Regions from separate parts of the Mus musculus genome. Here all the other regions are linked to region 1. A link is a contact called in public ChIA-PET and promoter capture Hi-C data. All regions are on one chromosome and are shown on one strand. The core of a region is the stretch at or near the end of the contact, and the rest is flanking DNA. Distances in the headings are between cores, read along the strand shown. Region 1 holds the start of Ddx52 (DExD box helicase 52). Region 2 holds the start of 4930502E09Rik (RIKEN cDNA 4930502E09 gene). Region 3 holds the start of AI662270 (expressed sequence AI662270). Region 4 holds the start of Ap2b1 (adaptor-related protein complex 2, beta 1 subunit). Region 5 overlaps Ap2b1 (adaptor-related protein complex 2, beta 1 subunit).

What was found. Promoter capture Hi-C pulls out the DNA fragments that hold promoters and counts their contacts. ChIA-PET counts read pairs in DNA pulled down with a chosen protein or histone mark.
Region 2: a promoter capture Hi-C map of pre-B cells shows a contact between it and region 1, with 6 times the contacts expected there. The contact joins the promoter of 4930502E09Rik here to the promoter of Ddx52 in region 1. A contact is called at or near these places in 9 of 39 promoter capture datasets (the 3T3-L1 cell line, the SN4741 cell line, cranial neural crest and 6 more), 1 of 484 Hi-C or Micro-C datasets (double positive thymocytes), 5 of 115 datasets of contacts at active chromatin or transcription factors (embryonic hindbrain, embryonic midbrain, forebrain and 2 more) and 1 of 9 other capture datasets (adipose tissue).
Region 3: a contact with region 1 is called in a promoter capture Hi-C map of pre-B cells, with 2.6 times the contacts expected there. The contact joins the promoter of AI662270 here to the promoter of Ddx52 in region 1. A contact is called at or near these places in 1 of 39 promoter capture datasets (pre-B cells) and 1 of 115 datasets of contacts at active chromatin or transcription factors (memory CD8 T cells).
Region 4: a contact with region 1 is called in an RNA polymerase II ChIA-PET map of memory CD8 T cells, with 37 read pairs. The contact joins the promoter of Ap2b1 here to the promoter of Ddx52 in region 1. A contact is called at or near these places in 4 of 39 promoter capture datasets (the C10 cell line, hippocampal neurons, liver and 1 more), 2 of 484 Hi-C or Micro-C datasets (cerebellum and liver), 2 of 115 datasets of contacts at active chromatin or transcription factors (astrocytes and memory CD8 T cells) and 2 of 9 other capture datasets (adipose tissue and liver).
Region 5: a contact with region 1 is called in a promoter capture Hi-C map of neutrophils. The contact joins the enhancer-like site here to the promoter of Ddx52 in region 1. A contact is called at or near these places in 13 of 39 promoter capture datasets (the 3T3-L1 cell line, 3T3-L1-derived adipocytes, the C10 cell line and 7 more), 4 of 484 Hi-C or Micro-C datasets (cardiomyocytes, cerebellum, gonadal supporting cells and 1 more), 2 of 115 datasets of contacts at active chromatin or transcription factors (the 230-238 cell line and large pre-B cells) and 2 of 9 other capture datasets (adipose tissue and liver).

Annotation. Positions count from the first base shown.
Region 1 is chr11:83,938,771-83,944,759 of GRCm38.p6, forward strand. It overlaps Ddx52 (DExD box helicase 52), which reads left to right and starts at 3,320. Exons shown (of 15, transcript NM_030096.2): 1 at 3,320-3,494; 2 at 4,473-4,671; 3 at 5,766-5,899. The coding sequence starts at 3,408.
Region 2 is chr11:84,825,894-84,831,882 of GRCm38.p6, forward strand. It overlaps 4930502E09Rik (RIKEN cDNA 4930502E09 gene), which reads left to right and starts at 3,285. Exons shown (of 3, transcript NR_046281.1): 1 at 3,285-3,519; 2 at 4,009-4,149; 3 at 4,597-4,975. Dhrs11 (dehydrogenase/reductase (SDR family) member 11) reads right to left here and starts at 3,110. Exons shown (of 7, transcript NM_177564.5): 1 at 2,858-3,110. The coding sequence starts at 3,004.
Region 3 is chr11:83,220,269-83,226,257 of GRCm38.p6, forward strand. It overlaps AI662270 (expressed sequence AI662270), which reads left to right and starts at 3,308. Exons shown (of 4, transcript NR_015519.1): 1 at 3,308-3,383; 2 at 3,942-4,042; 3 at 4,184-4,363; 4 at 5,266-5,989.
Region 4 is chr11:83,300,200-83,306,188 of GRCm38.p6, forward strand. It overlaps Ap2b1 (adaptor-related protein complex 2, beta 1 subunit), which reads left to right and starts at 2,498. Exons shown (of 22, transcript NM_001035854.2): 1 at 2,498-2,638.
Region 5 is chr11:83,316,637-83,322,625 of GRCm38.p6, forward strand. It overlaps Ap2b1 (adaptor-related protein complex 2, beta 1 subunit), which reads left to right. Exons shown (of 22, transcript NM_001035854.2): 4 at 5,303-5,438. Among named protein-coding and RNA genes, the nearest start is that of Ap2b1, 17 kb to the left of the region's middle. Within about 2 kb of position 2,630, at least 4 of the 459 cell types and tissues checked have an H3K27ac peak or open chromatin away from gene starts, as enhancers often do.

The sequences.
Region 1 (5,989 bases), core at 2,070-4,569:
TGTTCTCACTGGCTACAGTTGAGAAGCCATGTGTGTCCAACAATCACACCATACTAGTTTTTGGAGAAATTCCAGTTACACAGAACCAGGATTCAATTTCCTCTCCACTTTTATTGACGATACTTTGAAATAGTTTTGTTTTTTTCCCCCCAAGAGGAAATGCTCTCTTAATGAGTCAGCTGGACATTGTCAAGGCAAGCAATAGTGTAAGTTGGCTCCCATTTGACTTCATTCATTCCAGTCTATTAATGCAAAGCACCAACTAAAGAAATAGGTCCACTGTTAAATTCATAGAGATCTTTATGTGGTTTGTCCTATTTCATTAGATCAGTAAGACTTACAGAACTGGGGAGCTGGCTCAACTGGTAAGTTACCAGCTACACGAGCATGAGGAGTTCTATTCAGAACCAGGGAACCCATACACAAAGCAAGGTGCCATGTACCCACAACCCTAGCACCAGGGGTATGGGAGGTAGCTTAGAGTACAGTTGGATTCCTGACGCTCATTGGCTAGTAAGTCCAGCCAATTGGGGAAGCTTTGGATTCAGAAAGAGACCTTGTCTGAAAATAAATAAATAAACGTGGGACTGGAAAGATGGCTTATTGGTTACGAGCACTTACTGACTGGTCTTATGAAGGACATGGGTTCGGTTCCCAGGATTCACATAGTGGCTCAAAACCACTTATAACTCCAGTTCCAGGAGAGTCAATTCCTTCTTCTGACATTGGGGCACCAGGCACAAATATGGTGTCCATACATACATGCTAGCAAAAACACACAAACAATAAAATAAAATAATCCTAAAAATAAATGTGGAGGGTCAGAGAGTTGGCTCAGCAAGTAAACATGCTTGCCACCAAGCCTGAAAACCTGAAATCAATTCTTGTTAACTACAGGGTGGAACCAACTCCTGAAAGCTGGGTTGTGACCTCCACGCATGCTGTAGCAATGCATGATTACACATGAAATTAATATAATAAAATTTAATAAATATACAAAAGGGAAGTGCAGGTGAGGAGACACATTTGATGTCTGTCTCTGGACACACACATACATGTGCACCTACATGTGTGTATGTGCATGCATCAAAGTGCACACTCCAAAAAACTTGGATATATACCACACAGACACACTACAACACACACAGAACATTCACACACTCACACACTCACACACACATACAACACACATACACAGAGAGAGAGAGAGAGAGACTAAAAAATGACCACTTAATATGAAACAGATTTCATACTCAGCAAATGTATTTAGAGGCATGACACATTGCCTCAGCTTCAGAAATTTTAAAGTCTGTGGACCAATGTGGAGCTATAAGTGCAGCGCAATAGAAAAAAGCTACGGTAGAGGAACGTGGTCAGGTGTGATGGTACACGCCTGTGATCTCAGCACTTGGGAAGCAGACAAAGTTGGATCTCTGTAAGATTTAAACCAAGCTCCAAGTCCAAGTCCCTCCTTTTAAAGTAAAGGATATAGAGCACAAATTCAACGAGCAAGACAAATCTATTCTCTGGAAGAAGGAAAGTGAGCTGGCCATTGGTATAATGCTAAATATTTCCTAGTAAGGAAGGCCACCTACAGGGCTTTCCTCAGCTCCTGGGAGGTTAACTCTCTAGGGAACCATTAATACCATGGGGCTATAACTGGATGGGAGAGACCATAACCTCCACTGTATTAACGTGGATAAACTTTGGTCCTGCCTAAGCTAAATGCTACAAACGTCTTCACAGCCTTATCTGTTCTTCTGCATGGGTTCTCAGGATCAAAGTCAGATCATCAAGTTTGCAGGGTTGGTGTCTACCTGTTGAGCCATCTTCCTGTCTCCTCAAAATACTATTTATAGAGAGGGAGTAAATATATTTAAAAGAGTAAGATGTCCCCACTGTTAGCTGTAAGGAGGAGTCAGGGAAGAGATTTTCATGACATCTTATGCTCACTCCACATCTGCTCTCCTCGAGAATGAAAGTCTCACTAGAACTGAACTTTCCCCCTCTCCTCTCTATATCATAGATCTATCCACAAATGATATGGACATATGATGTTTGAGTCTATGCATTGTATTATTTATATTTTGATGTCTCCCAGTTTTGTTTCTCCAGCCTTCAGTCCTGAGCTTCAGACTCTTGGGTCCAAGTACCTAATTGGATGTCTTCACTTAATCAAGTAGAGATCTACATGTCTACAAACGTAACAATTCCATGATTCTCATTCTCACCAAAAGGCTGCTCTTCCTTTCTTCTTAGTTCAGTAAATGGCATGCCATCATCCCAGCTCAAACCACAATATTTAGCTACCTCTGGATCCATTTCCTCACCCTACACAAACTCCATCAGGTACATTAAACTCTATATCCAAACTGTAGCCCAAATCCATCCACATTTGAATAGCTATCAACCCAGATAAAAGCAACAGCTACTTTAGTCTCCATTTCTACTCTTATCTGTTCCATGTCCCTTCTCCAAATAACTCCAAATAATCATGTATGGCCCTTTCACGAATTCATTCATCAAACATTTATGGAAAGCAAACAGAACCAGGGATACAATCATAAAGCAAAAATAGATCTTCATGTTTGTGGACTTACATTCCAGAAGACAGGTTATACAAAACTTAAAAAGTCGAGTAGTTCAAACACAATGAGAATGAATCTAAAAATCAAATGGGATAAACTAAGATAGTTGCTCCTTCCATGAATTTTGGTTTTGCAGCATGTTTAGATTAAAACCTAAATACTTCATCATGCCCTTGTTACAGCGTTGAGACCTGGTTTGTTTGCCCCTGTAAGCTTAGCTCCAGCTACTCCAATTTTCTTTCCTTTCTTCATTTCTTCCTTCATCCCTCCCCCCACCCACCCCCTTTTCCTTCTTTCTGTGGCACTGGAGAGCAACTCAGATCGGCTTCTGTTCTAACAAGGTTTCAGATCCGTTTCCTTCTTCAGATGGGTTTTCTCTTCCCTGGAATGCTGTTCCCATGTCTTGGGAAAGTGGCCCCTTCTCAGTTCAAATTTGATTGAATTTAACCAATCTAACTAAACTAGCTTCTACCCCTTCTCAACCCATCACAGCTTTTAATTTGCCTCACGATGCTTTCCATTTTCCTCAGTTACAGTAACTGGTTAATAGTATCTCTGTCCTTTCTAAACGGTAACCGAAAATGCAGAATATTGGCGTGTTGCTCATCAAACTATCACTAAACGTCTAGCACACTCCCACGCACAAGAAGCGTCGATTTTGGATTTTGTGAACGAATTCCCAGCTCACACGTTTTCCACGCCTATCACAGCCAGGCTCCGCCTCCTGGAGCGACTTCCGCTACGGCCTGTGCGGAAGCAGTCGCGGATAGAAAGTGGTAAACGCAGGCGCCGGGAGGCCGTGGGGCCTTCTGGGTAAAGATGGATTCCTACGACCTGTTTCGCCGGCTTGGAGCCGGCGCCAAGTTCGACGTGAAGCGCTTCTCAGCAGACGCTACTCGATTCCAGGTACTTTCTGTACGCGGGGAGCCGCGTGACCGAGAAGGGGCGGGATCCGGAGATTGAGACCGCCGCCAACCGGGCAGCCGGCGCGCTGGAGACCCCGAGGCCAGGCTCCGATCACCCCCAAGCATTTCCCTCCTGGGATTTAGCTTAACCTAAGATTTACCCCAGACTTCTGAAGGACTGTTTACTGAGCCCCGGTAGACTCAGTTGAGCCTGGCACAGACATTTTGATTCCCAGGTATCTTACTTTACTCACAAAGTTGGAATCCTTTCCGAGACCCCTCTTAGAAACTAAGAAAGCACGCTTTCACTGTAAGCTACCCAAGTTTGACTTAATGTACAGATAGCTGTACTGCAGTGGAGAGTTGGGGTGTTTTGTTTTGTTTTTTCATCACTCTAACCAACCACATTTTAAGTAGCCAACCAAAAGTGTGATCCTGATATGCGGGGGGTTTCTTAAAGAAGTAGTGAGCATGAAAGGAAGTCAGTTGGGACTCACTTGTGAAACATTTTAAACATAAGCCTTACTGTAAAATACAGCCTTTGTGGAGGGTGATGTCTGTGTTTCTTCGTCCTGACTGCAGTGTTGTGGTTACATTTGAACCCTGGAGCAGGGATTTCTGGGATCAAATGCAGGGCCTGCTAGTGAATACTTCTGAGATCTTCACTAAGTTACTTGCTGGTGCCTGGATTTTTTTTTCCCCTCTTCTGTCTCACTGCTATTTACCTTGTAGGGTTGGTGTGAGGATGAAGTAATTTAATATCTAATAAATATCCTTGACGTGTAGTAAATGTATATAAATATTCATTGTTGTTGTTGATAGGATTCTGTTTGCCTAAACACACTACTTAGCTCAACAGAATCTTGTTTGAAAAGGTTAAAAAGGCGAATTACTGAACCTGCGTCCTCCGTACAGCCAGTCACGGTTGGATGGAAACAGTTCTGGCAGTAAATTTCATTTAAAACTTTTGGGGTTTTAGGTAGGAAAAAGGAAATTCGATTCCGAGTCTTTGGAGGTCCTGAAGGGACTAGACTTCTTCGGAAACAAGAAGTCCGTCTCAGATGAATGTGGAGCATTGCAAATACACCAGGAGCCCCCAAATGAGGAGAAAACACAAGGGGTCCTGTTGGAAAGGAGTAAGGAGCCCAAGAAGAAAAAGAGAAAGAAGATGACTTCAGGTTAGTATTGGCTTAATGCTCATTTTTTTTCCAGTTCCAAAACGGTGCAAGCTGGTAAGTCAGACAACACATACCTAGCAACCTTTGTTGATGCCATCTGGATTATACCTAGGTACTGGCTGTTACTTGCTACTGCAATGATGGTCATGCATAGCCTTTTGGACAGGTGTTGCTATTTCTGGAGAATAATAATCCTAATGTGGAGGTACTCTGTGAAAAAATATGTATCACTTCCTTAGAAGTTATGTCTCAGTGAAATTAAAAATTATGTCTTAATAATGCCACAGAGGAGATGGAGAGATGGCCTAGCAGTTAAAAGCACTGACTGCTGTTACCGAGCATACAGGTTGAATTCCCAGCACCCACATGGCACTTTACAATGCCTATAACTTTAGTTCCAGGGTATGGAATGCCTTCTTTTAGTTTCCCTGGTTACCTGGCATACATGTGATACTCAGACAAAACACTCATACCCATTATTTAAAAAAACAAAAAACAAAAAAAATCAATTAGAAACCTGGGCATAGTAATACTTGCCTACAGTTTCATCACTCTGAAGTTGGAGGAGGGAAGATCTGTAGTTCAAGGCCAGGCTAGACTTTGTAAAAAACAAAATATTCATTGAAGATCTTTGCTCACTACTCATAGAATTTTTTTTTTAGATTGTTCTCACATATTTGTTCTACCATACAAACATTAAAGTTGGCTAATCTAGTCATTAAGACAGTCAGGTCTACTTCTAATTGAGCCAGTGTTGACAGAAACAGGAAGAACTGCTGTTTCTATGATGTGGACAGCTCTAAGCATAGTAATTTCATTGCTATTGCACATGAAATCTTCCTCTATTACAGTAGTTTCTAGCTCGATGTTTGATGAACAAGCTGGCTGCCCTGTAGCCTGTGTATGCTCAGTCCATCTCCTGTTTGACACATACAGTTGTCTTGATGTTCAGAATTAACACAGCCAACAAAAGGAAGAGAGCAAGCCTGGGTGTTCTGTCTGCACCACGTTACAGCTCTCCTGTTCCTGGCCTTATGCCAGTTTGGCACACCTAATACTGCTGCACTTGATACCTTTGATTTTTTCAAATATAGAAGTTCCTGCTCAAGAAGACTTTGACGGTGGTATCCAGTGGACATCCTCTGTAGAAGCAAAGCTTCAAGATGAAAAAGTCAGTGGAGAGAAGAAGTTAACTTCAGGAAAGTTGGAACATCTCAGAAAGGAAAAGGTTCGAAAAATACCTTCACCTCCCAAAATGTACAGAGTTTTCACTGGACATCCCGTTTGTGAATTTATTTTGTTAAGATGGAAAGCTAAT
Region 2 (5,989 bases), core at 2,035-4,534, 890 kb after region 1:
ACACCTTCTAATACCTGGAAGTAAATCTACATATACCTCTGGCCCCATGTCATTCCTCCACCACTGACTGCCAAGACATGCTGAGCTGGTTACTCCAGGGCCCAAATTCTCTTTAACATCAGCCAGTCCCTCCCAGAAGGGCTCAGCTCTGAACTGCCACTTTCTCTTCCCAGGAGGCAGACAGAACTTAAAGGTGAGTCCTATACACAGCTCTCAACGGAGTGCTCCTCTTTCTCCCTACAAGTGGTCAGGATGTCAAGACAGACTCTCTAATCTCTACTACCCCAGCCCCATCCTGAGTTTTCCCCACCTACTCTTAGACACTCCCTGTGCATATCCTCAGGACATTCCGTAGAGCCCTGAGAAAGCAGAGCCACTGAGCTTGGAGGGAACTGACATTTAGAAGTTGGAAGCAAGTAGGCTGTGGGAGGCCAGTGAGTGACTGAGCCTTGTGAAGGTGACTGTGTGATTGCAGCGGGGTGCGGGGAGAAGCTGCCATAGAGGAAAGCCAATTTGGCCAACTGCCCTGGCCTAGAGCCCTCCTCCTCCCCAGTGAAGCTAGAAATAAAAGGCTCAATCAGGTGACCAAATAAATTCTTTCCTGCTCTTTTTTTTTTTTGAGATGGAGTCTCTCTATGTAGTTCTGGATGTCCTAGAACTAGATAGGTGGCTGTTGTAACTTTCTGTGAGTTAAGAAATGGTATGCCCCAGATGGTTAAGAGCACTGATTGCTGTTCCAGAGGTCCTGAGTTCAACTCCCAGCAACCACCTGGTGGCTCACAACCATCTGTCATGGGATCTGATACACTCTCCTGGTGTGCGTCAGAAGTCAGCTACAGTGTACTCGTACAACTAATAATAAATAAATAATTTTTTAAAAAATAGTGCCCCTCTGGGACTCAGAAGCCCCCTTCCACCTGACTTTACTGTCCATGTCTACCTCACAGAATAGGATTTCTCCCAGTAGAATACCAGAACCCAAACTTAGTTTTAATATCAGCAAATTCATCAATGAATAAAAACAGATAGTAAGCAAGAACCCAGAAAAGGAATTCATCTCCCTCCAGACTAAAAGTCCTCAGCAGCAAAGCTATGTGTTTATGTGTATACTTATCTATTTGTATGTGTATGTCTCTGTGTCTATGTGTTTGTATCTGTGTGTGTGTCTGTGTATATATGTGTGTGTCTGTGTGTATGTCTGTGTGTGTGTGTCTATGTGTGTATGTATGTCTATGTGTCTGTATGTGTATATGTCTGTCTATGTGCGTATGTCTGTGTGTGTGTTTGTGCATCTGCGTGTGTTTCTATGTATACGTGTGTCTCTGTGTGTATGTCTGTGTGTCTATGTGTATGTATGTCTGTGTGTGTGTGTGTGTGTATGTGTAGAACATTATCCATCTCTCTGTCATTGTCCCTCCTTGCTTCACTTCTGCCATCTCCATCTGATCTCCAAAATGACCTGAAATCAGGGCTGTCCCCACACAGCAAAGAGGTTCTCTCTTAATGACATGCAGCCACCCTAGGGTTGACTGATCTGCTTGGAGATTCCCTTAGGATTCGGGGAATCCCTTTGCTGGCTAGTTTAGGGTAGAGAAGTGGAAAAGAAGGCAAGACTGGCTTCAGAATTAGGGAATCAAAACTAAAACAAACAAACAAAAAAAACCTAGGGAATCCAGTTGTCCAATCCTGGCCTTAATCCTCTCAGCTCCAAAGATGGGGCTGGGCCCTGTGCTTCTCCAGGGAAGGAGAAGGGTGAAGTGAGGCAATGGTGGAGGCAGGTGACCTTGGGATTATCTGAGAGGCTATAAAGTGTACCTTTGGCCAGTAGCTGGGGAGGGGACAGTCCTCCTTCCTGCAACAACTTCTCCCTTTGCCTCCACCCAAGGCCTCCTTACCCTTTTCTGTCAGAGGACTTTGAGCCATGGTGAAGATAGAGCCCTGCAGGTGGTCCTGCCAGGGCAAATAATGGGAATTTCTCTTGTCTTCTCCCAAATGGCATCTCCTCCCTATCTTTTCTGATCTGATGCTGCTCATAACTCCAGGAACCCCCAAAAGAATGTTAAGAGAAAAACTAGGGAGTTCTGGATCCGTAACATTTTATTTTCTCAAGACTTACAGGTTTAATGCCCTATTTCACCTACTCAGTCCCACCTAGGAAAATGAATCAGAAAAGAGAGAGAGAGAGAGAGAGAGAGAGAGAGAGAGAGAGAGAGAGAGAGAGAGAAAGAGATCTACAAGTAAATATTCCATTCACTCTTTAGGCTCATGGCATGTGAGTTGAGCTCAGATTTGAATTAAAAGGAGAGCTAGCTTCCACCCTAACCTCACCCTCAGTCATGGGTCAAACACTAGCTTCTTGTTCATTGGTTGGCCAGCACTTTACTCGGTGTGGCTTGGGTGAGGTTTGGGGACAAGATGAAACTAACCTAGTCACTTAGACTAGCCAGTTTTTTTTTTTTTTTCTTTTCTTTTTTTCCCCCTTCTCCCTGGCTGCCTAGCTAGCCCTTGACCTCTGGCTTCCTCTTTCACCTGCCAGTATAGGGGGCACAAGATGGCAGGGGTAAGGGAAGAGAATACCAGGGGTCAGGATTTGGTACTCTGCTGCGACACGAACTATCAGGAGTGAATGGCTCTTATAAAAATAGAACTTAGAGAGAACTTAGGTCCTCTCGCTACTAAACAGCACTCCTGCTCTCAAGGCCGTTGCAAATGGCCCTAGGGTAGTAGGCTCAAAAAGAGCAGGGTCTCTGGCTCCGGCCACGGCAACTCTCCCTCCCCTCACTCAAAGCCCTGCCCCATGGAAACGACGTACTCCCCCCTCCCCCAAGAGCGTCCCCGCTGCCTGGCGGAGCCTTACCTCGATGTTGCCAACGGTGCGGGCACAACCCACAACCTTCAGTCCCTGCTGGACTAATGCCCGGGCCACGGCCGCACCGATGCCCCCCGAGGCTCCCGTCACCAGTGCCAGCCGGTCGCGCCACCGCTCCATGCCAGCTCTAGTCATGGTCCCGAGCCGTCTGCCCACCTCGTTCGGCGAACCAGGCACTGGGAGCGGGGAGCTTAGTCTGGGGTTACTGAAGATCGGTGGCTCCCTGGTCACTGCAGTGGGGGACGCCGGCAACTTGGAGTTGCGCCTAGACCCACCCACTATTGGCCCGGCCTCCGGCCCGGGCTCCGCCCTCGGGACCTCCGCATTGGGCCACATGGCGTCCGAGTGGCCACCTTTTCCGGACACGCCCACGCCCGCGCACGAGCCCGTCCTTCCCGCGACAGGCGGAAACCGCACAGCCTTGAGGATAGGGGCCCACCGCGGAAGTGGGGCCTGACAGCCGGTGGAGTTGCTTTTACCGTGAGCGCTTCCCTTTGCGGTGGAGAGCCTCCATCTGCGAGGAAGAGGACGCACGCTCGCACGCACTCAAGGCCTCCTTTGCTCAATCAGCCCTACTTCCAAAGGCCTGAGGACAGGATGGGGGATCTAAAGGTTACTCCAGTGCCCTCCCAAACCACTGGTGACTGACAGTAAGGATTCAATCCAAAAAGCTTAAGGGCCTCTGCCATCAAGGCCAGTTGACCTGAGGAAGGGTTATTGTTCACTGTACCTGATCCTTTGGCTTCACTGGCCAAGTAAATGGTTAAAATACCCAAGTACTCTACACCTAAATGGCACCACGTCTTCAACCGTCCTTGACATCAACCACTCCCAGTCCTACAACGGCGCAAATGTTACACGATGTACATCAATAGTCACCCGCAGAAGCTGACAACTTGAATATCACGTGGTAGCCATAACTTTAAACAGCATGCATAATATACCCTTATAAGATTTTTGAGCCGGGCGTGGTGGCTCATGCCTTTAATCCCAGCACTCGGGAGGCAGAGGCAGGTGGATTTCTCAGTTTGAGGCCAGCCTGGTCTACAGAGTGAGTTCCAGGACAGCCAGGGCTATACAGGGAAACCCTGTCTCGAAAAAAACAACAAAAACAATATTTTTGTTTTTCTTTTGTGCAGGAGCCAACAGAGCTCTACCACAAGGCATGGTGGCACAAGCCGGTAAGGGGACATAAGAGACAGGTCCACGAGTTCAAGGCCATCCTTTAGTAGAGAGTGAATTCCAGGCCAACTGAAACATGAGCCCCTTTCTCAAACACAGTAAGTATACTGGCACATTAAGTGTGAAAAACAACAAAACAAAACAAAACAAAACAAAACAAACAAAAAAAAGAGAAGTGTGATGAAGGCTAGAGAGATGGCTCAGCAGTTAAGAGCACTAGCTGCTCTTCCAGAGGTCCCGAGTTCAATTCCCAGCAAGCACATGGTGGTGGCTCACAACTATCGAAAAAGGTCCGATGCCCTCTTCTGGTGTGTCTGAAGACACCAACAGTGTACCCATACATGCCTGATAATGCCAGCTGGTGGTACATGCCTTTGATTCAGCACTCAGCAGGCAGATCTCTTGAGTTTGTTGCCAGCCTGGTGTACAGTGAGTTCCAGGTCAACCCGGGCTACAGAGAAACCCTGTCTCAAACAAAACAAAACAACAACAACAAAAAATAAAAATAAAAAACCAACAAACTGTTTGATGTCTACCTTCTTCAGATAGCCATCCTTTATGATTTCTGGACATGGATAAGAAGCTCAAAGACCAGGCGCGTGCGTGCCTACCACAGTCACACAACCCATGCTGATGCAGTCCTAGGAGGCTGAGGCAGAATTGTAAACTTGAGGTTAGTGTGAACTAGTGAGACCCTGAGTTTAAAAGAAAAAAAATAAATTCACTTGGGGCCAGAGATGACTCAAGAGGCTAAAAACACTGCCTGTCCTTCTAGAGGACCCTGGTTCAATTCCCAGCACTCACCTAGCAGCTTACAAAGGTCTGCAGCTCCAGCTCTAAGTGATCTAATATCCTCACACAATTACACAGGCAATCAAGAATACCAATGCATTTTTAAAATAGGAATAAAATTTTTTCACTCACTAAGCACCCATCTGGCTATCCTTCATATGGCTGGAAGGGCAATATTAAAACTATTGCTTTTGCAGATCTTATGTAGCCAGGAGTGTAGTTCAGCTGGCAGAGTAAATGCCTAATAAAAAAAGAAAAAAAAAAAATGCCTAGCTGAGAGTATCTTTCCAAAGTTGTTTTGATGTTGCTCAGTGATCTACAATCCATTTTAAAGACAATTCCAAAGCTTGATTAAAGAAATGCCATCAACTAACTACCTATGGTGTGGTGACTCACACCTGTAAACACACCATACATTCATGAGGCTGAGGTAAGAGGATCATCTTCAGTTGAAGGCCAGTCTGAGGGGCAATGAGGCCTTACCGACAAAGGATGCCAATGATGAAAACGGAACTTAAGCATCACTGCTGCCCATCTGGAATCTAATGGACAGGGAGCCCCTACAATTCACTCTGGCCAGCCCCACTGTCCAGACATCACGTCCTACTACATTGTCTGGGGGGCCAAGAATTGTCACAGAGGCACAAAGCCCTAACTATGCATTTGCAGTGCTATTCAACCTAGTCTGTGTGTTGTGTGCCAAGTGCATTTATATGCAAGTGCCCAGGCATGTGTATGTACAGGGCGGAGTAAATTGGTGTGGTTCCTCAGTAACCGTCCATCTTTCTTTCATGACATATGTGATGGCACACATATTTAATGCCAGACCTTGAAAAACAGGCAGGCAGATCTCCATGAGCTCAAGACCTGCCTAATCTACGTGGCAAGTTCCAAAAACAACAAAAACCAAAAATACATTTATACATTTATTGGTGGCAGACATGCATGTCACATGCAGTCAGAGTGGACAACTTGCAGCGGGGGGGGGGGGGGGGGGATCAGTTCTCTCCATGTGTATCCCAGGAACCAGGCTTGGGTTTTGAGGATTGGTGGCAAATGCCTTCTCCCCATTGCATCACCTTACTGATCCCATCTTGTTTGAGACAGGGTCTCTCTTTGGCCTGGAGCACCAGTGCAGTAGGTCAG
Region 3 (5,989 bases), core at 2,058-4,557, 720 kb before region 1:
GCTGGTCTAAAGGACACCTAACCATTCTTCCTTCACACAACAGCCACTGGGGCTGAGACACGTTAGAAACACTTGTTTCATGGAGGTGACATCAGTGTGAAGTCATGACAGTTGTGGGGTACATCATGGATGAACTAGGAAGTTGTTGCACTCTCGAGGCTGCTGGAACTCATGGGAGATCATTGGCAGAGAGTTTCAACAAAAGCAGCAGCTGCCTGCCTAAAGAGAGCCTCTTTGGGTGGCAGTTCAGGAGCTCCATTAACATAGGAAAGTCAGAAGGAGGAAGCCAAGTAAAGGATGGCTGTAACAGTGTGGGGCAAGGACCTGGGTAGTGACATGGACTAAGAAAAAGCAAGGAGTCCTAGTAATGGCATGCTTGGCTGCAGAGTCAGGTTTTCAGGTCAACAGGACAAACCTTGGGGAAAGACTTATGAGTGGGAGCCAGTGAAGTGATGGCTCAGTGGATGGAGGCAGCTGCCACCTTGCCTGAGGAGCCCAGCCCCAGGGATCTCTGTGCAGGAGAGAGAGAAATTGACTCAAGCCAGTTGTCTTCTGACTGCCACATGGTGGTGTAGCTGTGAACACCCAGCCCCACAACTGCATACAGATACATTTAAGCACTGCTAATTTTTTATAATGCTACATTTTAGGAGCAGAAGCAAGTGTTCAGCAGTAAAGAGCACTGGCTGCTCTCCCAGAGAACCAGGCTTGTATTCCCAGCACTCACATGGCAACTCACAACCATCTGTAATTCAAGTTTCTGGGATCCATTACACTCTTTGGTCCACAGCGAGCCTGAGGCATGCATGTGGGTCATTTACATACATTCAGGCAAACACTCATCCATAACATAACATCCAAGTAAGTAAGTAAACACAGTTTTGACATTCTTAATATATTTGTGGACCTGGAGAGATGGTTCAGCGGTTAATATCACTGACTGCTCTTCCTGTGGTCAAGTCCCAGCAATGACATGGTGGCTCACAACCATCTGTAATGGGATCCAATGCCCTCTTCTAGTGTGTCTGAAGACAGCTACAGTGTACTCGTATTAGTAAAATAAGTAAATCTTTAAAAAATATATTTGTAATTTTGATTTAATTTTGGATTCATCTCCCCAATCCAACATCTATTTTTGAAAAGAAAAAGTAATATCCCCATCTAATGGGTATATAACATATTACATCATCTTAGAACCAACTGTTTTCCTAAAACAAACATTGGGATCATAATTGTGGTTAGATTCCTAGTGATGATGAAATTGTAAAGTGAACTTTTGTGACCACGATGCTCTGTACTTAAAATGAAAAACAACAATAAAAATGCAGAACCTGGAATCTGCTGACACCCTTGAGCCACAGGCACCTCCCAACAAACTAAATCATACAGGACACTGCCTTATCTCACAGTCAAGTCTGTGACAGCCACATGTTGCTTATGTCCCAGAGTAGAATCATGCAGCATGTTTTAAATATATTGAAGTATAAGCTTTTAATGGCTCAACCTACTACTAGCTTTAACTTAATTCTTTGTTATAGATATTATAGATTTTTTTAACCATATCTGATAATTTATAAGTCAATCCTTTTAGTATTTGACCCTGGAGTTTAAAATCATGCCTGGGTCTGAAAAAGGTGAGCTATAACCCACTTTCAGAGCCAGCAATAACGAAGAACATTATAGAACAATTTGAATATTACCCATATTTAAACAACATTTGAATTTCTATTATATTAAATCCAGTGTTCAGGAAAACCAGAGGTGAATTCTGAGCACAAGTAACTGGCAGAAGGAATAAGAAATAACATTTATTCTTGAATTCGTGACCAGGCAGAAACTAGCATGCAATGGTCATGTACATTCATACACATAAGATCCACATCTAAACATACAGGGTAGAAATCAGACTCATCCATAGCTTGGACAGGAGCTGGTTCTGGCCTGATGCAGAAGAGGGACAAGGCAGTTTGGCAGTGCCTGGCTTCCATGTGGGACCCCAGGTTTTACAAAGCTCTCCATTGAGCCCGGGGATTTACTTGTGAATCCTTCATCCAACCCCATCCCCTTATGCATACTCAGTGTTCTGAGATGTGAAGTTTTTATCAATGCAGTTTTCCTGCTCCCAAGAAGCAGCTGAAGGTGGAGCTAGGCACCACCTGGAGCCCTGGGTGCAGCTGTGCCTTACAGCCCTGAGTCAGAACATACAAACATAGGATAGATACATAAGAGAGGACAATGACATGTAACGATTGGACTTCTTTCCTTCAGAGGTCCATCAGTCCCTCTTGTGTCATCTAGTTTCATAGCCTTCCAAGTCTTAACACACAAAGATGGATCAGATATTGACTTAAGAGACCAAAATATACATGACATCAAAGACAACTGTAACAAATGACTAGTGTCTCATAGAGGTTCCATCAGTCTGACAAGGAGAATGTAATGGACAGGAGTCTGTTTCAGAGGCATCCTTGCATAATCCCTGGAGTACCAGGCATCCTGGGGAATTCTCACTTTAGCTGTGCAACTAGACATTGGAACACTGATGACTGTGCCAGGTCCTTGGCCACTCTGATTTCTGCCTCCCAGCATCGCCTGAGTGCATCTGCAGGGTTTATGTTTATACTGGGTTTTGCTGGGAAAAAAAAAAATGAACGCAACCACTTCAGGCCAAATTTAAAGCAAACATTTATGAAATATTAAATACGGACCAAGACTACTGAGAGGAGCTTACAGGCTTGCTGTATGGAATCTTCTCAGGAGAGAGAAGACAAAAGGTCATGACTCTTGATTTCATCCACTGGCCAGCACTGAGTAAAACCAGGACTAACGATCTGGCACCAAAGGTAAAAGCAAAATCCTTGTAGTTGAGTTAGGGGTGCATTATGTGAAGGTGGCTCTCTATATACTCAATGTTGAGGGATAAACCATCAGCAAACTAAGCACTAGCCAGACAGCTGAGTGCGAGCCGGATCTTGGTATTATTTCTTTTTTTGTTGTTGTCGGGGTTTTTTTGTTTTTGTTTTTTTGTTTTGTTATGTTTTTTTGTTTTTTTCGAGACAGGGTTTCTCTGTGTAGCCCTGGCTGTCACTGGCACTCACTTTGTAGACCAGGCTGGCCTCGAACTCAGAAATCTGCCTGCCTCTTAGTATTATTTCTGTGGCCTATCAGAGGTCCTATATTTTGTAAATATTAGACCTTCTTTACTTGCTTATTGGCTGTAATAAAGAGCTGACAGCCAATAGCTGGGCAGAGAGTGGAGGGCAGAACTTCCTGGGGAGGGACTCTGGAAAAAGAAAGCAAAGGCGCCAAAGTCGCCTGGGGCCTCGGAGATGAAAGATGGACCTGAACAGGAGCAGAGACGCAGAGCTGGCCACACATGGAAGGTAATGCCAGGACAAATCGGGATGAACTAGAAAGTTGGTTGGAAATCTGCCCAGCTATAGGCTTAAGCTTTAAAATACCCGATAGCCTCTGTGTCATCATTTGTACTGCTTCTGGGTCAGAAAGTCCTGCTATATAACTGAAATCACACGGGGGGCCTCTTTAGAAGAAACTGACCAGTGCGGAAGGAACAATATCCTCAGATCATGGAGAGCAAGAGAAGGAAACACAGAAAATAACCATGAGGCCTGAGAAATGTTTTGAATGTATGTGAGATTTATCACATCCTTCCTGCAACCGCTCCTGTCACCCTCCCTGAAGGCTGTCAAGAAAGGACAAGGAGACCAGCATGTGGTTTTAGTTTCTGCCACAAGGCTCACATGAGTCCCTCTGTATCGCCTGGCTGGCCCTTCCTTCCTCCGCATCCAGGCTAACTTTAAAATCCAACCTGAAGGTTTTAAAAATCCAATTATAAGTTAGCCTATATATTAGATGGGGGGGGGGGGGAGGAAACTTCATATTAAAAGCCCTGTATAAAATGCACTCTTTACTGCATTGAGTTTGGTCAAGAGTTTTCGTGGCTGCCTGTTAGTTTGTGTTACCAAAACGAAACATTGAAACATCGGCATGGAAGTTTCTTCTAGGAGCCTGCCCCCAGTTGGTAAGTGAGGAAACATGCATGCCCCTGCCTGAATTAAGGGGGAGGGTTGGGTACAAAAGCAGGAAGTACGTAAAGATATGTGTTTGCTTCTAATTGGACCTGATGGGAAAGCCAAATGGCTTTATGGGTATACGCCTTTAGATGACTCTGCAAACTACCTCTGCCGCCATTTTCTGGGGACCCGGAGTGGTTCTGGGCAAAATCCTTCATCTTGGCTGAATGAAAAAGAGAAAGAAAGAAAGAAAACATGACTGGTCCTGGTTTTCGGCGCCATGTGTATGAGAAAAAGAAATAAAAAGAAAGGAAGAGGACTGGTCCCAGGTATAGTGGAAGAGAAAGTTTGTGGATTGAAAGGGAGGCAGAGCCACGGGGCAGAATCTTCTTGGAGCGTCCAGAATGAACATGTCCCTAGCTTTTTTAGGAGATGGAGGAGAGGGAGGGAGGAAAGAGAGGTACCAGGTGCAGCAGCCCGGGTTGGCATTTTGTCTAGGCTCTGCCCACAGTTTCTGGCAACAGCCAGGTATACCTGACTCACTATAAAAGGGACTGCTTGCCCCCTCCTCACTTTTGCTCTCTGCTCTTCTCCTCTTGCCCTTGCTCCCTTACTCACTTCCTCCCTCTCCTCATTCCCCTCCCTACTCTCCACGTGCTCATGGCCAGCCACTACTATCTCTGCCTTTCTCTGTCTCTACTCCCTCAACTCACATCCCTATGCCCTACATTCTATTCTATATTATACCATCCCGTGGCTGGTACCTCAGGGGGAAGGGATGCCTCAGCATGAGCCAGCAAAGGGACCCTTTCCCCAACACCTTACTATGCCTCCACCAAACATATCCCTGCCTTCTTCTCTTTCTTTTTATAAAATACAACAGCCAGGAAGCCCAAAGGAGAGAGAGATGGGTCTGGTAACCAAAATGGTTGAATTGGAAGTGCAGTTGGGGAAAGGTGGCCCAACACTGAGCTGGAGAGTTCAGGGTAGGAGCAGAACATGCCTTCCAGGAACGCCCTGGAACTGGCAGGGACTGAGGGATGCATGGAGAAACTAGCAGCTCATGTCTGGTTTGATATGATAACTAGGCACTTTATCCATTTGCTTGCTTCAATTTTGACTCAAAACTTGTGGAACTGACTCTTGTGATTCTCGGGTTGAACAGGGAGGATAATAGAACCTCTGTGATAGATGAATGAAAATATATACCCAAATGTTTGGTTCCATGCAGGAGGAAAACCAAATAGCCTTAGAACTCATGGAATTTGTCCCACCGGTTAGCACAACCACATCAAGAGGCAGAACCCCGACTGTCCTGAGGACTTCTTGCTGTTGTGGAGTTTTGCTCTGCTCACCGTCTTCAAGATCACCACATCCCTCTTGGTCCGTGAGTTGCATGAAAACTCCAAAAAGGCTGCCAGCCCCTCACTGGACAGTATCATTGGTATCAAGAATAGTGATTGCTCTTTTTCAAGTGTTGCAGCTGGAGCAGATTACTGATTCAACCACCACCCTCAGAAAGGACATAGAGCTGTAGATTGCTGGTAATGTCCGGCACTCTTAGAAAGAATGTGGAAATGTCGGTTGTAGTAAAGTTAGGCTAAGATGCTTTTGCTAGCGGCTTGGAAGTAGAAAACCGTGGGGAACAATTGGAAATTCAGAGAGGCACACTCTTGATAGTTGAGCTAGACCCTTTTGATGTCAGGGACAAGAACAATGGCAACCCAGCTAATACTGGCTGAGGTGGGTATGCCTGTTTGGCTGAAGCAGCGCTGGTGATCAAGGTGATGACTAAGATCTTATACCCATCTTACCCTCAGATTCCTGACAGGATTTAATAAAAAATTGTTAATAAGTAGATGTGCACCCTAAGGATTTATAGGAAAAATGATTTTTATATGAAGGTTTAAGTTTGTGATACTCTTAAGATTTTTTTATAAGATTACATTTTAAGA
Region 4 (5,989 bases), core at 1,248-3,747, 640 kb before region 1:
GCCCACCAAGCCACCTCTCCAGCCCACTGAGCCACCTCTCCAGCCCACTGAGCCATCTCTCCAGCCCACTGAGCCACCTCTCCAGCCCACTGAGCCACCTCTCCAGCCCACTGAGCCATCTCTCCAGCCCACTGAGCATCTCTCTAGCTGTTTATGCTTTTAAGTGAATAGCAAAAACACACAGCTAAGAAATAGCTAAAACAGGTAGAAAATGAAACATTTGCATCAATTAAGGTTTTTAGTTGCAAAGAACAGAAGCAGGCTATTTTAAAACAAAAGGAACTTAAACTCTAGGTGGGAAGGCTGGAGAGATGATGGGCAGGTGAGAGCACTTGTTGCTCTTGCAGAGGGCCTGAGTTCAGTTTTCAGCACCCACATTCAGAGGCTCACAATTAACTGTAAGCCCAGCTCCAGGGATACAGTGCTCTCTCTGGTCTCCTGAGGTACCGACACATACTTGTACAGATGCAACGTTTAAATGGAGTAGCTCACAAAACAAGATAGCTCAAAAAGAACAGGACTATATAACTCCCTTAGCGTTCTCTCTAGCAGGAATTAGTAACGTTTCATCCAAGTAACCTTGTTACAGTGAACAAGTGTCAAGTGCTCATTGTGTCCACGGTCAGATTCTTCTGACAGAAGGTGCTGGCATATATATGTAACCCCAGCGCCTGAGGCAGTGGGCTACCTGGCAGTGAGGAAAGGGGGAAAGAGGTGAAAGGGGGAGGAAGGGGGAAAACACCCATTTGAGCAATCTTGGTTTAAAGTTGATCAATCATGGTTAGCCAGAGGGTCAAGATTTCCTGATTAATGGACCCACAAGACTACTCTATAAAAAGGAAACTGTATTCCATGAGAAAAGGAAAAAGTTAAAAATAGTATGTCCTGGTTGGTTATATAACTCAGTGGTAGGACGTGTGTGAAGCCCTAGGATCCTTTCCCAGTTCTGGAAAGAAAAATAGTGTCAGTTTTTATTTCAATTTGGTAATGTGCCAGTTTTTAGTTACCAAATAATGCATTAAAAACCCCAGTCTCAAATGTGTAGTCTAATAGAAGGCACATGATTAACCTTTCTATTAGAAGGCATTAAAGGCTAAGCCTGACCATCAGGTTTGGAGATCTTAAGTATATATTAAATGTAAGTTACATAGGAAATTATTTAATAGATGCTCAGTAAATAAATGTAATTGGGTTAAGTCATCTGTTTTGTTTTTCAAAGACAGTTTTCTGTGTAGCCCGGGCTGTCCAGGAATTCACATTGTAGACCAGGCTGGCCTTGAACTCACAAAGATCAACTTACCTCTGCCTCTTGATTGCTGAGGTTAAAGGCTTGTGCCACCACACCCAGTTGCCTTGAGTTTTTTGTTTTTAATATATAAAGATTTATTTTTTTTTTTTAATGTACACAAGTACACTGTAGCTGCCTTCAGACACCAGAAGAGGGCATCAGATCCCATTACAGATGGTTGTGACCCATCATGGGATTGCCTGGGAATTGAACTCAAGACCTCTGGAAGAGCAGCCAGTGCTCTTAAACACTGAGTCATCTCTCCAGTCCTACCATGAGTTTTTTAAGTTTCAAATCTGGCGGCTGGAGAGATGGTTCAGTGGTTAAGATCACTAGCTGCTCTTTCAAAGGACCTGGATTTTGTTACCAGCTCCCGCATAGCAGCTCACAGCTGTCTGAAATTCCAGTTCCAGGGGAACACTCTCTCACATACATACATGCAGGCAAAACACCAATGCACATTAAAAAACAAAATGAAAAAAAAAAGATTGTTCAATAGTAGAGTGAGGGGTGCCTGGTTAGAAGCACCACTAAGCCTTGGAGTCTAGGTATATAGATAGAGAAGTTCAAAGTGCTCTAGAGGCAGAAAGAAGCAAGAGGGCTTAGTTTTAGGCTTGTCTGAGTTACACAGCCCGACGTTGGTCTTTCTTTTCTTTTGAAGCTGGACATGGTAACTAAACGCCTGTACCAGTTTATAGTTTCCTAATGAAACCTGTATCCACAACCTGTTTTAGGTACCTTATACCACTCAAGCCTAAGGGCGGGGCAGGAAGGGGGCGCTAATAAGTTTCTCCAGTCTTGTTCAATGTAGGGATTCAAACTCAGATCTGAATGCTTCTTAGCCATCTTTGAGTCGCCGTCTCCTAGTTCATCCGTCCGTCTGTAGTCCTGGTTTCTATCACCTCTATGGGCTTCTTAACCTTACAAGCAAATTAGCTGAGGTTTGTGTTTGAGCAAATAGGATATCTCACACAGGTTTCACAAAAATCTTGTTCACGGGAATAAATCCCGAAAATACCCACTTATTGAAGATATCCGGTGGGAAAGCAACTGCGGGTCTCCTGAGTGTATAGGCAACTGCCCTATCCCTGAGACAGGGAAACCTTTCCGTTGCTGAGGCGACAGACACGACCTGGCCGTTTGGTTCTCCCGCGCACCCAGATGACGTCAGGCGGCGAGATTCTCTTACGCCAAAGCTTCCGGCTCACCATCTTTGTCCCTGGCAAATTGGGTTTTGCGCAGTGGCTTAGATCTAGAGAGAATCGTGACGGGCAGGAAACCATTACACCACCACCCCGGCTGTGCTCTCCGACTGCCGCCGCCGCCGCCGCCACCCCGCCCTTGCCTCCGGTGAGTTCAAGGCGGCTGGCTTTGGGGTGTGCCCTGACTGACTCGCGGTGCTTGTGAGGGAGGGGAGCCCCAAGCCGGGTCATAGGCTCAGGAGGAAAGGAGAGCCGAGGAGCGTGACGGTTGAGGGTGGAAGGAGTCCTCGGGTGTGACCGTTGTGAGGGAAAAGCTGGGAGAAAGTGCCTCCATCGTAGTGACCGTGGTGGCCTGGGGCTGCGCTCCGGTGTAGCAGCGGGAGTTGGGGGCTTCGGAGCGAAGCAAGGTTCCGAAGACCGGCTTGGGGAAGGCTCAGGCCAGGGGTGTGGCCGCTGGAGGCCGAGGGAGAACCACCCAGCTCTCCCGTTTGACATCTGTTCATTGAGAAAGAAGCTCCGACGTGTCTCCACGACTAGGGAGAAGGGATTCCCGCGACCGTTTGGTCACTGAAACCTCTCTTGTCGCACGTATTTGGGGTTAAGAGGCATCTCTCCTTACCTAGTGAAAATTGGACAGATTTCTTGACCTGGGGAAGTGGATAAAGAGAATGGGGACTAACTGTACTTCGAGGAAGGAAGGAGAAACCTGCATAATTGAGGCCACCCCCACCCTCTGTGTAAGAGGGGAAAATAAATCTTAGCATGGAATTTTGTTTTTCTTTTTTTTTTCCCCCCTCCCTATATTCCCTGGGGTTATCAGGAGCAGTCTAGTTTGGGCAAGGCTGTAAATTCTACTAGAAGTGAAAAAAAAAAAACAAAACAAAACCCTGGAATTTCCTGCTATTTCTTTATTCTTTGAATTCACAGGATGTATTAGCTTTTTGAGCAGCCCTCTTTTTAGGAGAAGGCTCTTATTAAACTCAAGCAATTTAGTTATGAAGCAGTGTGAATGTGTCATGGATGCTTCGCTGAATTTTTTTACTTTTAGAAGGGAGATTTTTTTTTCTTTTATTTTAGTGGCCAAACTTTTTTTTTTTTTTTGCAACCTTTGTGGTTTAAAAGACAAAGAACACACTGTAAGCTCAGTAAGGCTAGTGACTAAGAAGGAAGGTGGTCTCTTAGAGAGGAACAATTTAAATTATTAACTGCTCTCCTGTGCAGTTCACTGCTTAGCCTTAGGGTGCACTTACAAGGTAATAATAGAAAGCGGCAGGTGAAGTAGGTGCAGCCATCGGTAACACATTCCAGTGATGACTAAGTGAGGCGGGCGGGCATGTAAACTGAGAACTGAGTAGGTGCCTTGCAGGGTAGACTCCCTGAGAAAGAGAGGGGAGTGTGCGCTGCAAACAGCTCAGTCAAGTTGTGTGGTAAATTAAAACAGAGTAAATATCCTGATGAATTAAGATCAGAGAGGTCCCTCGCATCCTTTTCTTCTGGAAAAGATTTTGCTTTCGTCTCAAGGCACACATTTGAACCATGTTAGACAAGGGGCATTCAGAAGGAGGATAGCATCCCCATTTTTCTTCTTTCCTCCTGGGCTTAAGTTTTCCAAAATGTCCTGGCATTTCATAACAGTTGGGTGTAAGACTGTTGGGCTTCTTTCTTTCCGTATAATCCTATATTAATAAATTAACTTGTAGTTATTTAAATAGAAGCCAGAGGTGGATTTAGCTTTTAACGTTTTATTTCTGACAAGCTAAATTAATCTGAGGCTGCTGCTGTCCTTATGTTATGAACATCTGGCCAGCAATGGTCTTTATACCACTCATCCTTGTAAGCAGAGGTGACTGGAATGACTTTCTGCTTTAGAATTTACTGAACTCTGGCTAGTATTGACTTCATGTGCAAAGGAGGGCACAGTGGTCTTGCTAGTGCTAACGCTGGCTGCCATTTTCCAGAGAACCATTTGAAATTAAGACCTTATAATTTTTTTTTTCTGACTGTATTCTACCCAGCCTATTAATCTTGTTTCACTGCTGAGCTGCTCTTTTGGGGAATTGGAGGAAGGGAAGGCTGGAAGGAGAGAAAGGACTTCGACAACCTATATTTATCAGAAACTAGGTTATGTTAATCTAGATATATAACCTTGTACAGGGAGGCCTGGGAAAGGCAGTGGAGCAATGCTGTGGACTAGGACAAGTCCAAGGATCCTTGCCTTGCCCTGTGGCTGCTCTGTCCTTTAACAATGTCCCCAGGCCACACGATAAGTCAGTCAGTGACCTTTCAGGTTTCATGTCGTATAAGATTGTGTACGTTCAAATTCCATTGTGGCTTGTTTATTTCTAGGGATTTCCTGAAAAACAAAAATTTGCCCCAGTAAGATTGAGTTTTGAAGCACTAGGCAAGTTGAAATTGTGTTTTTCCCGTTCTCTTGTGGCTTGTGTGTGTGTGTCTTATGTGTGTGTGTCTTCTACTATAGGCATCAGTGTCTATCCGGCAAGTGTGGGGGGCTTGGATTAAAAAATAGTTATATGTCATTGTGAGTTGAAAGTCACGGGGACATTAAAGTTCTGTCATTACCACCTCTTCTCCTTTTAATTAAATACTTAAAATTCATGCAAGTATATAATGTGTTTCGATCCAGGCCATCCCTGCCCCCATCCTTCCTTTCTACTGTTGCTTTTGTTTAGACTATTTTCATTTTTCCTTGTCCCTCCCACCCCCTTAAAGCAAGGATAGACTGGATACCTTTTTTCTTTGCCTGTATGATGGTGATTATTTCATCACAATTATTGGCTATGGTGTCAGTTAAATGAGTGATATATTTACCTGCTTTTTTTTTTTCCTTCCTCTCCCCCTTTTGATGATGGAGATGTCTTATACCTGCTAGGTAAGCACTTTAGCATTGAGCTATATCCCTGGTCCAAAATGCCACTGAAGATTGAGCACAGGATTTTTCCTATATTAAGCAAGCCCTCTACTACTGGCCCTTTATTTATTTATTTTATTTTTATATGGGTATTTTGACTGCACGTAAGTCTGTATACCACTTGTGTATTCAGTGACTTCAGAGGCCAGAAGAGGGCAGATGGTTATAAGTTGCTAAGTGCATGGCAGGAACGGAACCCAGGTCCTCTGGAAGAACAGCTAGTGCTCCTAACTGTTGAGCCATCTCCAGCCTTATTTTATTTTTAAGATAGACCCTCATTAAAATTTCCAGACCTACCTCGGGTTCCCAAGTAGCTGGTTCTCTTTATCTCTTTTTCTTAGAAAGCAGAGATTTTTGATTTAGGATATATGTTGCAGGCTTCTTTTTATTATTTTATTCTATTTTATGTATACAGGTGTTATTTCTGTGTGTATATGTCAGTGTACCATGCGTATGTGCCCAGGGAGACCAGAAGGTGTTGGATTCCGATGAGTCTCTCTGTTGGGTGCTAGGAATCGAATCATACTAATCATGAAATGTGTAGGCTGCTAATAAAGCCATGCCTTAAGG
Region 5 (5,989 bases), core at 1,380-3,879, 620 kb before region 1:
CAGATTTGGACATCTACCCTGGGCAACATAGCACCAATGTCTTGAGAAAACCAAACTTGTGGAACCTGTGGAAATGTGTTGTTGCTCCATTGTAGACATCACAAGGAAAAGTACACACTTTTATATTATCTCTGACCTAAGTTGCTTGCTTTTTAAATTTTTGTTGCATGCAGATATAGCATAAACCATCTCTAGTCCTGGCACTGTTACAAATTTATTGCTGAGGTAGTTTTAAAAGATGATAAAAATATGCTGAGCTCACATATCCCTTTTCTTTTCTTTTCTTTCCTTTTCTTTTCTTTTCTTTTCCTTTCTTTTCTTTTCTTTTCTTTTCTTTTCTTTTCTTTTCTTTTCTTTTCTTTTCTTTTCAAGATTAACTTATTTATATGAGTACACTGTTGATGTCTTCAGACACACCAGAAGAGGACATTGGATCCCATTACGGATGGTTGTGAGCTACCATGTGGTTGCTGAGAATTGAACTCAGTACCTCTGAAAGAACACTCAGTGCTCTTAACCTGAGCCATCAGCTCACATACTCTAATTGGTTTAAGTCAGTGCTCTTAGCTTTGCAGCTCTATATTCTGTTGTTGGATTCAAGGTGGGAGCCAACATTCCCTTGACCATTATTAATTTTTGCTTCTGTGACTAGTGAGCTGTTTAAAGTGCAGGCTCCACAGTCTATAACGCCCTCTCAGATCCATGAGATAAAAGCTGTTTTTATAAATCTTGATTCTCTTTTCCCCTTTACCATTCTGAGCTTTTCAGTGATGGTAAGAATTGCCACCACCTTACCGTGAATCCAGGCAGTGGTGCTGGCGGGGAGAGTCATTCTCTTTTTCACTCCAAGAAAAAAAGAAAAGAGCAGTTCATTCATGACTCTTGTTCATGATACAGTAAAATTGTATTTTATCAGATATAGGTATTTTGTTTATTTATGTACGTGTGTGTGCCTGTGGAGGTTAGAGGACTGCTCTCGAGTCTGTTCTCTCCTGCCACCTGAGGTCATCTGGCCCATCCTGCCAGCAGTTTCCCTTTCTTAAAAAAATGTGTGTGTGTGTGTGTGTGTGTGTGTGTGTGTGTGTATGCCTGCATATGTGCCTGTTTGTGTGTGTGTGTGTGTGTGTGTATGTACACATATACTGAAGCTGTGTTTTTATTATTCTGTGATTAGGGTACTGGAGAAATGGCTCAGTAGTCAAGAGTAATTTGTTGCTCTTGCAAAGGACCTGGGTTCAGTTCCCAGCACCCAGGAGGTCCAGTGCTCTTAGTACCTTCTTCTGACCTCCTCAGGTGTCAGGCATATATGTAGTGCACATACATACATGCAAGCAAAACACTACTGCAAATAAGATAAAATAAACATATAGAAAACAATATCCATTTATTTTAAAAAGACACTAAGCTATTTCTTTATTTTCCAAGTCCTATATTTATATGAAGCTGTGTTTTCTTCTTACACATCATCTAAAACGTTCCCCAGCAGAGGTAGTGACATGAGAATCCAGCTGTGTCAACTTAAAAAGGTGCTATAGAGACTTATGAGTGTTTAAACAAGGGGCTGATATGGTTGCTCAGTGGGTAAAGTCATTTTCTGCAGAGCCTAATGACCTATTTTAGTCCCCTAAACCCAGCAGAGAAGCACTTCTGTCCTGTCTCAGACCTCCACATACATGTACAAACCTTGAATCAAATGTAAGACATTGCCATCTTCCTCATTGATAAAAATAACACTCACTTTAAAATAACTTATAAAATAGGCTTAAGATTTATTTTATTTTATCTTATCTTTGAGACAAAGTCTATTATGAAGTCCTGGCTATCCTGGAACTCACTAGGATGGCCTTGAACTCAGAGATCCATCTGTCTCTGCTCTCCACATGCTGAATTAAAAGTGTGTTACTATGCCTGGCTTATGCTTGTTAATTTAAGTGGATTCTTGGTCTACTAAGTCTAAAATATTTATTATTTTGGCCTCTTAGAAAATTTTATCAACCTTTGAATTCTGCATAGCAGTAGCCTAAGCTAACATGTGAAACAGGACTAGCAGAAACCTACTTCAGGACATCAGGATCTTTGGAGCATCCTGTCCCACTGCTGTTATCTGGGTTTCTGTTGCTTATAGGGACAGCTCTCAGCTTTTTGGTCTCAAGAGCCCTTCCTTCAGCATCCACTTTCCCCCAGATCTCCAGAAAACTTTTGTTTATGTGGGTCATACTATCGTCATTCAGAAAGGAAAAACTGAGAAAATTTGGAAGTGTTACTCCTCTTTAAAGTAATGACCATAAACCTTTGAAATATACTACAATTTTCCCTTGTTGGTACTGGGGATTGAACCTATGACCTTGCTTATGCTAGGCAAACCCTTTATTACTAAACTCCTTCCCAGCTCTCTTTATTTCAAGAGAGAGTCTCACTAAGTTACTGAGGCCAGCTTTGAACTCTTCATGAAGTACAGACAGGACTTGAGCTGGCATCTTCCTTCCTTAGCCTTCCAGATGTTGGGGTTAAGCACGTACCAGTGTTCCAAGCTTTAGTCTTCTTGTGTGGGCTGTTAGCAGCACTTAGGACTGCTAAGCGCATATTTGATAACGTTTTGTAATCACTGACTGGTGCTGCAGCCACTCTGCATCTGCATGTTCTCTTAGACAAACAAAAAACCCACTTCTGAGAGAGTTTCAGTTCTCTCCATGTGTATGAAACTATACCGCTAAGCAAATAATTGCCTACTCTCAGAATAGAAGTCAAGAGGTTCATTGGAGATTTGATGGATTCTTTTTGAATTTGCAGCCCATCTTCCTTCTTGTAAATACTTTCTATTTTTAGAGCAGAGAGATCGCCTAGTCACCTGAAATCAATATCCAGGATCCACATGATTCAAGAGGAGAAGTGACACTCAAAGTGGTCCTCTGACCTCCACCTGACATGCCGATGCACTTACGTAATTAAGAAAACATATCATGTTTAGGACGGAAAGCATAGCTTCTCTAGTCTGCTTTTTGTGTGGACAAGACATGTACTATGTGAAATATACTAACAGGCATTTTTTTTATATATGTAAGATATGTAGAAATATTTAGAATCTTAAAGTATTTTAATAAGGGAAGGCTATTTGCTAACTTTATAGTTAACTTCTGGTTTTTTGTTTTGTTTTGTGTTTTTGGTTTTTTTTCCAGACAGGGTTTCTCTGTGTAGCCCTGGCTGTCCTGGAACTGACTCTGTAGACCAGGCTGGCCTCAAACTCAGAAATTCATCTACCTCTGCCTCCCAAGTACTGGGATTAATTCTGTTTTTTAAATATGACTCATTTTAGAATCCAAACTTGGAACTTCAGTCCTTTTATGCTAATGATGCTACTTTGTGAGTGTAGTTAGACATTTCTTTTTCTTTCTTTCTTTCTTTTTTTTTTGAGACAGGGTTTCTCTGCGTAGCCCTGGCTGTCCTGGAACTCACTCTGTAGACCAGGCTGGCCTTGAATTTAGAAATCCGCCTGCCTCTGCCTCCCAAGTGCTGGGATTAAAGGCGTGTGCACCATGCCCGGCTTAGACATTTCTTATAGGGAAATGGTAAATTATGAAAAGATGGCTAGTACTTGGGAAATGAACAGACCGTTTATATTTGACTATGCCCCATTTTGTAAATGCATAATACTGAATACAAGTAAATATATCCATAAACTCTATTACAAGGAAATCAGACACCTTGGAGAAATGACTGATTCCAGATCTTGATTAAGGATTTCAAACTTGGGCTGGAGAGATGGCTCAGTGGGTAAGAGCACTGACTGCTCTTCTGAAGGTCCTGAGTTCAAATCCCAGCAACCACATGGTGGCTCACAACCATCTGTAATGAGATCTGATGCCCGCTTCTGGGGTGTCTGAAGACAGCTACAGTGTACTTACGTATAATAATAAATAAATCTTAAAAAAAAAAAAGAAGAATTTCAAACTTGAACATAGGAGAAAGCGTAGACACACTTGAAAACATAGGCTCACATCACAAGGACTCGGGACCTACTTAATTCCTCCTGGCCAACAGTGAAGAAAATGTGCATTAAACTGAAAATGTGCAGTATAACTGTTGGAATGCTTTGATACCACAGTGAATTGATGTGGAAATTGTAATTTTTGGTGGGGGCTGTTGATAAAGCTAATTATTTTTCTTAGAGTATGCCTAAATGATTGTAGATGAAACTAGAGGTTGGCAGTAATGATGTACATCTGAAATCTCAGTGCTTAGGAAGCTGAGGTAGGAGAATAGTGAGTTCAAGGTCTCTTGGCCTACGTAGTAAGTTGTTTCAGGTCAGCATAAACTATACATAGCCTGACCCTGTCTCAGAGCCAAGTGCTAGGCTTGTAGCTCATAAGAAATATACTTTGTATGATTCGTTTTAAAATAATCTCGAAGTTTGAAATATAGCTCAGTGGCAGAGCACTTCCCTAGCATGTATGAGGCCCTGGCCTTTGTCTCCATCACTGGAGAAAGAATCGAGGGCAACTAGACAGGAGGTGGAATGTGGTCTGAAGGCATATGTGAAACAAGATGAGGCCTGTGCCAGCATCTGTTGGGCTCCTTCCATTGCTCTCAGACTTTTTGTTTTGTTTTGTTTTGTTTTGTTTTGTTTTCCGAAACAGGGTTTCTCTGTGTAGCCTTGGCTGTCCTGGAACTCACTCTGTAGACCAGGCTGGCCTCGAACTCAGACATCCACCTGCCTCTGCCTCCCAGGTGCTGGGATTAAAGGCATGTGCCACCACTGCCTGGCTCAGTTTTTTGTTTTTGTTTTTGTTTTTTTAAAGATTTATTTATTATATGTAAGTACACTGTAGCTGTCTTCAGAAACCCCAGCAGAGGGCATCAGATCTCATTACGGATGGTTGTGAGCCACCATGTGGTTGCTGGGATTTGAACTCAGGACCTTTAGAAGAGCAGTCAGTGCTTTTAGCCGCTGAGCCATTCTCAAGCCCTGGCTCAGATTTTTTTCTAACCGTTTTTTTTTTTTTTTTTTTTTTTTCCCTCCCACAAAAACTATTGTGAGGGCTGAAGATACAGCTTAGTAGTAAAATGCTTGCCTACTGCACACAAGGCCCTGACCTATACACTACAAAACAGAGCAATTTAGAGAGTTGGCAGCCAATAATACTTTTTATTTTTTATTTTTTTAGTTCCTCATTTCCATGAAAATGAATTATCAGCACTGAACCACTGCCCTCCTGTCAAATCATCCTGGAAGCCAACACTGTCATCTGTATAACAGCTTAGCACTGATGCTGTTTCACTCAATTCCCTTTTCCTCTCTCCTCAGCTCTCTCTTCCCAGATGTGGTGAACTGCATGCAGACTGACAACCTGGAACTAAAGAAGCTCGTGTACCTCTATCTGATGAACTATGCCAAGAGTCAGCCAGACATGGCCATCATGGCTGTCAACAGCTTTGTGAAGGTAGTTTCCCAAGGACCGAGTCTTCTCTATCTCATGTAGCCTTTTCAGAGGTGACGTTTGATGTAGCTTGTCTCTGCGTTGCAGATAAGCAGCTTGTGTTTCAAGGGATGAACTCCTGGCAGTGAGCAACAATGTTCATGTTGTAAGCATTCTGTACACTAGGGATACTGAAACCATATGGCAAGCCTTCTCTTGGAGGGCTCAGTACATCCGTCCTTGCCAGATGAAACCTCATGTTTACCCTCCTAGGCTAACAGAGGTTAGGTGTTTCAGCATATTATTCGTTGCTTGCTGATAGAGAGTGGACATGCTGTCATATTGTTACCTGAGGAGTTGTTTTGTCTTTGGTTCAGCAGGCTTTACAGCAGTGAAACCAACATACATGATTTGTTTTGTTGTTCTGTGTATGTGTGTGAGTGTCGAGGCCAAAAGACGAATTGGATCCCCTGTAGCTGGAGTTCCAGGCTGCAAACCGCAGACATGGGTGCTGGGAACTGAAGCAGATCCTCTAGTGAAGCAGCGCGTGCTTGTAACCGCTGAGCCTCCTCTCA